Regions from separate parts of the Mus musculus genome. Here region 2 is linked to region 1. A link is a contact called in public HiChIP or PLAC-seq data. All regions are on one chromosome and are shown on one strand. The core of a region is the stretch at or near the end of the contact, and the rest is flanking DNA. Distances in the headings are between cores, read along the strand shown. Region 1 overlaps Efr3a (EFR3 homolog A). Region 2 holds the start of Kcnq3 (potassium voltage-gated channel, subfamily Q, member 3).

Evidence for each region. HiChIP or PLAC-seq counts read pairs in DNA pulled down with a chosen protein or histone mark.
Region 2: a contact with region 1 is called in an H3K4me3 HiChIP or PLAC-seq map of embryonic stem cells, with 2.7 times the contacts expected there. The contact joins the promoter of Kcnq3 here to the enhancer-like site in region 1. A contact is called at or near these places in 3 of 39 promoter capture datasets (embryonic stem cells, hippocampal neurons and stem cell-derived epiblast-like cells), 9 of 484 Hi-C or Micro-C datasets (B cells, cerebral cortex, cortical neurons and 2 more) and 3 of 115 datasets of contacts at active chromatin or transcription factors (embryonic stem cells and forebrain).

The regions. Positions count from the first base shown.
Region 1 is chr15:65,851,757-65,854,456 of GRCm38.p6, reverse strand. Efr3a (EFR3 homolog A) reads right to left here. Exons shown (of 23, transcript NM_133766.4): 13 at 1,324-1,496; 14 at 851-926. Among named protein-coding and RNA genes, the nearest start is that of Oc90, 59 kb to the left of the region's middle. Within about 2 kb of position 1,301, at least 38 of the 459 cell types and tissues checked have an H3K27ac peak or open chromatin away from gene starts, as enhancers often do. A contact at or near this core is called in embryonic stem cells and stem cell-derived epiblast-like cells, where this site is marked.
Region 2 is chr15:66,285,195-66,287,894 of GRCm38.p6, reverse strand. Kcnq3 (potassium voltage-gated channel, subfamily Q, member 3) reads left to right here and starts at 1,266. Exons shown (of 15, transcript NM_152923.3): 1 at 1,266-2,059. The coding sequence starts at 1,671. The region is part of intron 1 of Gm27242 (a long non-coding RNA gene); the gene reads right to left.

The sequences.
Region 1 (2,700 bases), core at 52-2,551:
CGAGCAAGCATAGTTGCAGCAGAATTACTAGTGGTATCCTAAGAGGAACAAACCCAAATATCAGTCAACAAATGCATAATTTGGATCATCTTACACCACATATAATATAATATGTATGGTGTCACCAAAACACTTAAGATGAATTTCATCAAAACACAACTAAATTGAAAAAAATTAAATATAAAAGAACATATAATTTATGACTTTTCATTCAACATACAAAAACTGACAAAAATAGTAATATCCCTTATCTAAGATTCCCTCTAAGAAAGAGTACGTGTTGTGTCCGGCCAGCAGACCACAACCTGGGTTTAGGTGGCGAGAGAAAAGAATGTAGCCAAGACAGTTACTCTGATCAAGGCTCAAATTTTATTGTTGCGACACTAGTTATGAAGGAAGGGGGAGGGGACCCGATTCCCGCCGAATAATCTCTGGTCCAGTAGAAAGGTGCACGTGTGTGGCTCCGCAGGTTCCAGCAGTGGGCGTGGCAGAACGAATGAGCAGGAAGCTCCACCCCTGAGCAAGCAGGTTTCAGGCTGGGGGAGGGGAGACTACAAGTACGGACTTAGAAAAATGGGATACAAGAGGTGCTTCTGTTATACTGTGGATTGCTTTAAAATAAAATAGCAATGCACATATACTTGCATTCCTACTAACGAGTCACTTTTTCCTAAATTAGCACACGCACTTTCGACAGGTGAGGAAGGGTGGTGGGAGTGGGAGTGGGAGGCTGGGGCTGGCCGGGAGAGGGCTTCTCCTCCAATGCTATAACTTTAGTTAAGGCCGCAGATTAGTACAAACCCGCCTGATAATCTAGAGTGCTCAGTTACACTTCACACCGTGGCCTCACCTTTTTCATGAAGCTCGTATCTTGTCGACAAATTTTCTCTCTTTTTATCTTCAAGTCAGCCACATCTGGTATTATCCTACAAACAATATAATCAATCATTTTTAATGAACAGCACATTGGCTCTGATACCCTGTATTTTGTGAAGAACTGTATTTGAACTAAGAAGTTTGAATGGTGACACATCTACAAACATTTTAAATGTTTATATGAAATGATATTACTGGATGATCATGTTTAACCAGGAGTTACATCATCTTCCTTCATAGTGGCATTTGTTGGCTTAAAGCAAAAGTAAAATAAAACCAGTTTTTAATCCATGCGTAGTCATCAAATTAATAAATCATTTTGACACCAACTAAATATACAACCCCCCCACCCCCCGCCTGCTCCAACACACAGATTTCAACACACTGACTGAGAGAAAACTAGAAAACTAAAAGCTCTCCTGAAGCCCTCCCAGTCTGGTGAGTCACCTGATACCGCGGAGCTTTGCTCTGTTGTCATGGCGATCCATTAGGTTGTGCATTACTTCCAAGACTAACTGCCTCAGCTCATAGTCTTCCATGAGGGATGGCGACAATAGAGGATCCAGAAATGACCCAGGCAGTGCAGTAACAATTGTCTTGGCTTTGTATCCAGAAGTCACCTGATTACAAGGGGGAAATTAACAAACAACGATGTTCTCTTGAGTCTTTAGGCAAAATTATCACATTCTCTTTTTAATAACAAAATTCTGTTTGGGAAACAGAAACTATAGGCACAAGCCTAAAGAAATATATGAAGGAACCCTGTCGGGCAGTCAAGATGTTAGTATGTCAGGATCAGTATTTGAAACAAGTTTAAGATGCACATCACATATGTGGTACCATGTGCAGGCTCAACTGCAAGTACGACATTACATGCCTGTCAACTCTGTCTTGGCTGCTGTCTGTCAGGCAGGCTGATACACCCTTACACAGAGGAAGCCAGGGAGACAGGTAGGGGCAACACATTTACAGAGAGTGCAGGTGGAAAACTGCAAAGGTGGACCCTGCAAACTGTTATTTTCAATGAAACTACTGGGGAATAGGAACATATTTTCAGTTTGGAAAATTGTGTTTGTTACTCAACTTAATACTTGGGATAATATTTAGCCTTCTTTCAATTTTAAACATTGAAGGAGACTATACTTAAGTGCTATTAAACATTTAAAAACTATGCCACAGAAGAATTCACAAAGCTGACTGGTATAATTAGGATGAGAAGCATGGTGGTATTTTAATATTTGCAAAATTTATTTTCTATAAAGAAAATTTTATATGGAAACCAAAGCAACTACTGTTATGTCATCAGAATACAAAGACACAATAAATAAAAAACACATGGGAAAGGACTGATAAGCATCACTTCAACTAGATCCAAAACCCTATATAACAAACACCAGGAAGGGAATTCAGACTGAAACCACAGAACATCTCCTGCGCCCAAACGTGAAACACAGAGGATATAAAAGGATGCATAGGAAAGGTCTCTGAAATGAATTTCAAAGACACTGGTTGGAAAAACCAGTCCCTGCTATTCCTTGACAGGAGGTAAATGAAAATAGTGTATCTTAAATAGGATCTGACATTCCAGTCAACAGCAGCTGATATGCCAACATGGATGGAGGGAATCTCACAAGGCCACAGCCACTAGATGAAGAGCTACAGGGAATCAGAGACTGCTGAAAGGAAGAATTAATCTTCCCCAGAGACAAGCTTCCTATATTGCCAACTCTAAAACATATACATATCAGCAATAAATGGACTCAGCAAGCTTCATTTGTTAATTCATTTGCATATATATGTAATGATAATAAATAAAGAATCAAA
Region 2 (2,700 bases), core at 17-2,516, 430 kb before region 1:
CCCAACTTTACTCACAGCTATCTTGTCCTCTCTACTCCACCTGACAGTCATGAGGGAAGACTGGGCGGTAAGGAGTCATGGTACCCCAGGGCAGGAGGAGGGCTTCCCTAACTTGCCTGTTGGGTAATGAGGCACTTGCCCTCTGCCAATGGTGCCAGTGACTGACCAGACTGCTTCCTCTGCCGTCAGCAAACCTGAACTACGTTTCTCCTCCACACCGCTGTCTAGAAGGCTCTTTTTGAAATTGTCATAACTGCTCCCACCTTGCCACTTGAATCTCACCTTAAGGCGTGTCACCTCCTCAATGGGGACTCCTAGGACAGAGCCCAGTGGTTCCTGTGATTCTGTTTCCACACTAGGAATAATTTGGCTCACACTTGCTTTAGCTCTGGCCTTCTGTCTGTCACTCAGGTTTTATGAATTCAAGGGTTTCAAACCTTCGGTGGAGAGCAGTACTCTGTCGTACGTAGGACAAACTCACTGCCATGATTTCAGTGTTTTCCCTGAAGGATGCTAATGGAGTCAGAGGGCATGACTGGCTTGCCTGCAGCAGGATTTAGGAGCCAGGAAGAAATTAGGATACTGATTCTGATGTTCACATGCGCTTCTCAGCTGTCTTCCCACCTACTTGTACAAGGGGCTACCCCAAAACTACCAGAAGCAGTAGCCCCCAGGAGCCCGGAATAGAAGAAGCATTGCAATCACCGAGCCAGTGGGTGAGGTGTGAGCATGTCTAACCGAGCAACTTGGATTTTTACCTGCAAAGGCAAGCAGAGGAGGTGGAGGGTGGAGACTGAACATAAAGCTGCAGCCTCAGCCTCTATCTACTCCCTTTTAATTTCTCCTCTCGCTCAGGGGAAACCCCAACGCCCACGGGGTCTGGGGAGCTCCCGCTTCACGGCCTCAGGATTCATGACCCAGCAGAAGCAGTAGTAGAGGCCTCACAGCCCTGGTGATGCTGGACCTCAAGGCTGTCTTGGGTAGGGGGGCGGCGGGGAGAGGCGGGGCCCCGCCTGGGCCTCCCGCAACCAAGGGGCGGGACGATGGAGCCCCACCCCTGCGAAGGAGGGAGGGAAGCAGAGAACGCTGCGGGTGGTGAGCGCTCCGCCCGGGCGCGCCTGCTTCTGCTGCTGCTACTGCCGCTGCAGCGGGGCTAGGGCTAGAGCAGCGGGCTGGGCGCGGGCGGGAGAGGGGAGGAGGGAGGAGGCGGCGGCGCGTGTGCCAGGCGGGCGGGCGGGAGGACGGCTGGCACAGGGCTTGTAAATAAACTGCGATGCTGTCTCGGGCTCGCCGGCCCGGGTGCCGCCGTCGCCGCCGCCTCCCTGGAGCTTCGGTGCCAGGCTCCCGCCGTCGCGCGCCCTAGCGCCACCGCGCCAGCCTCGCGCGCCCTCAACGGGCTCCCCGTGGACCCCGGCTTCCTGCGCCCCTCCGGGTCCCACAGAGGACCCGCTCGGGATGTGACCCCTTGACTCCCCACCCGACCTCCTCTGGCCCCCGGGAGGCCCGCCTTTGCCTGCTTTTGGGGGGGTGGGCGGGGAGGGGCGCGCGGATCATGGCATTGGAGTTCCCGGGCTTGCAGCCGCCGCCGCCGCCTCGTCCACGTACCCCAAGTGCTCCTACTTCCCGGAGCAGCAGCGGAGAAGGCGAAGCGCCCGGTGGGGGCGAGGCAGATGGGTCTCAAGGCTCGCAGGGCGGCGGGGGCGGCTGGCGGGGGCGGCGGCGAAGGGGGCGGCGGCGGCGGCGGGGCCGCTAACCCTGCTGGAGGGGACTCGGCGGTGGCCGGCGACGAGGAGCGGAAAGTGGGGCTGGCGCCAGGAGACGTGGAGCAAGTCACCTTGGCGCTAGGGGCCGGAGCCGACAAAGACGGGACCCTGCTGCTGGAGGGCGGTGGCCGCGAAGAGGGGCAGAGGAGGACCCCGCAGGGCATCGGGCTCCTGGCAAAGACCCCCCTGAGCCGCCCAGTCAAGAGGAACAACGCCAAGTACAGGCGCATCCAAACTTTGATCTATGACGCCCTGGAGAGACCGCGGGGCTGGGCGCTGCTCTACCACGCGCTTGTGTGAGTACCTGGCCACTCGGGGCGCCCCTTGGCGGCCGTGCACCTTAGGGTTCGGGCCAGGGCTGGCATAGTGTTGTGTCTTTGGCCACTCAGAAGTGCTCTCTGGCTTGGGTTGGGGATGGAGGGACACCAGTTTGGCCTTAGCCAATGGTTCTCTGCGGTGTGACGGAGTGTTTCTGGTGCCTGGGACAGCAGGCTTTCAAGCTGAGTTGGAGATTTGAACTGGCGAGTGCGCAAAAGTGCGCATTTATTGTATGTTCTGGGATATTGTCATGGAAGCTTAAAAGAAATAGATGATATTTCTAATGAAGCAGTTGAGTGGGACAAAAACGGTCCTTTCAGAAGCACCGGTTCTTCTTGGGGTGGATAGCTTGCAATCACCACTCAATTTAGATGATATATCCCAGAGTTGAGGATAGTAGCGGTGCACACTGCCCATAGGCATAGTGCCTGTGTACGTGCGTGTTCCATGTGTGTGCTTCCCTTCCTTGGAATGGATGCTGAAGTAAAAGAATAATGGGTTTGGCTTTAATTGGGGGCTTAGACAGACCAAAATGCAGGTCTTTGTGTTCTTTTAGTAAAATGAATAGGAGAATAGAAAAGGGGCGGGATTTCCAAGCTTAGTCCAAAGGGTTTAGCTG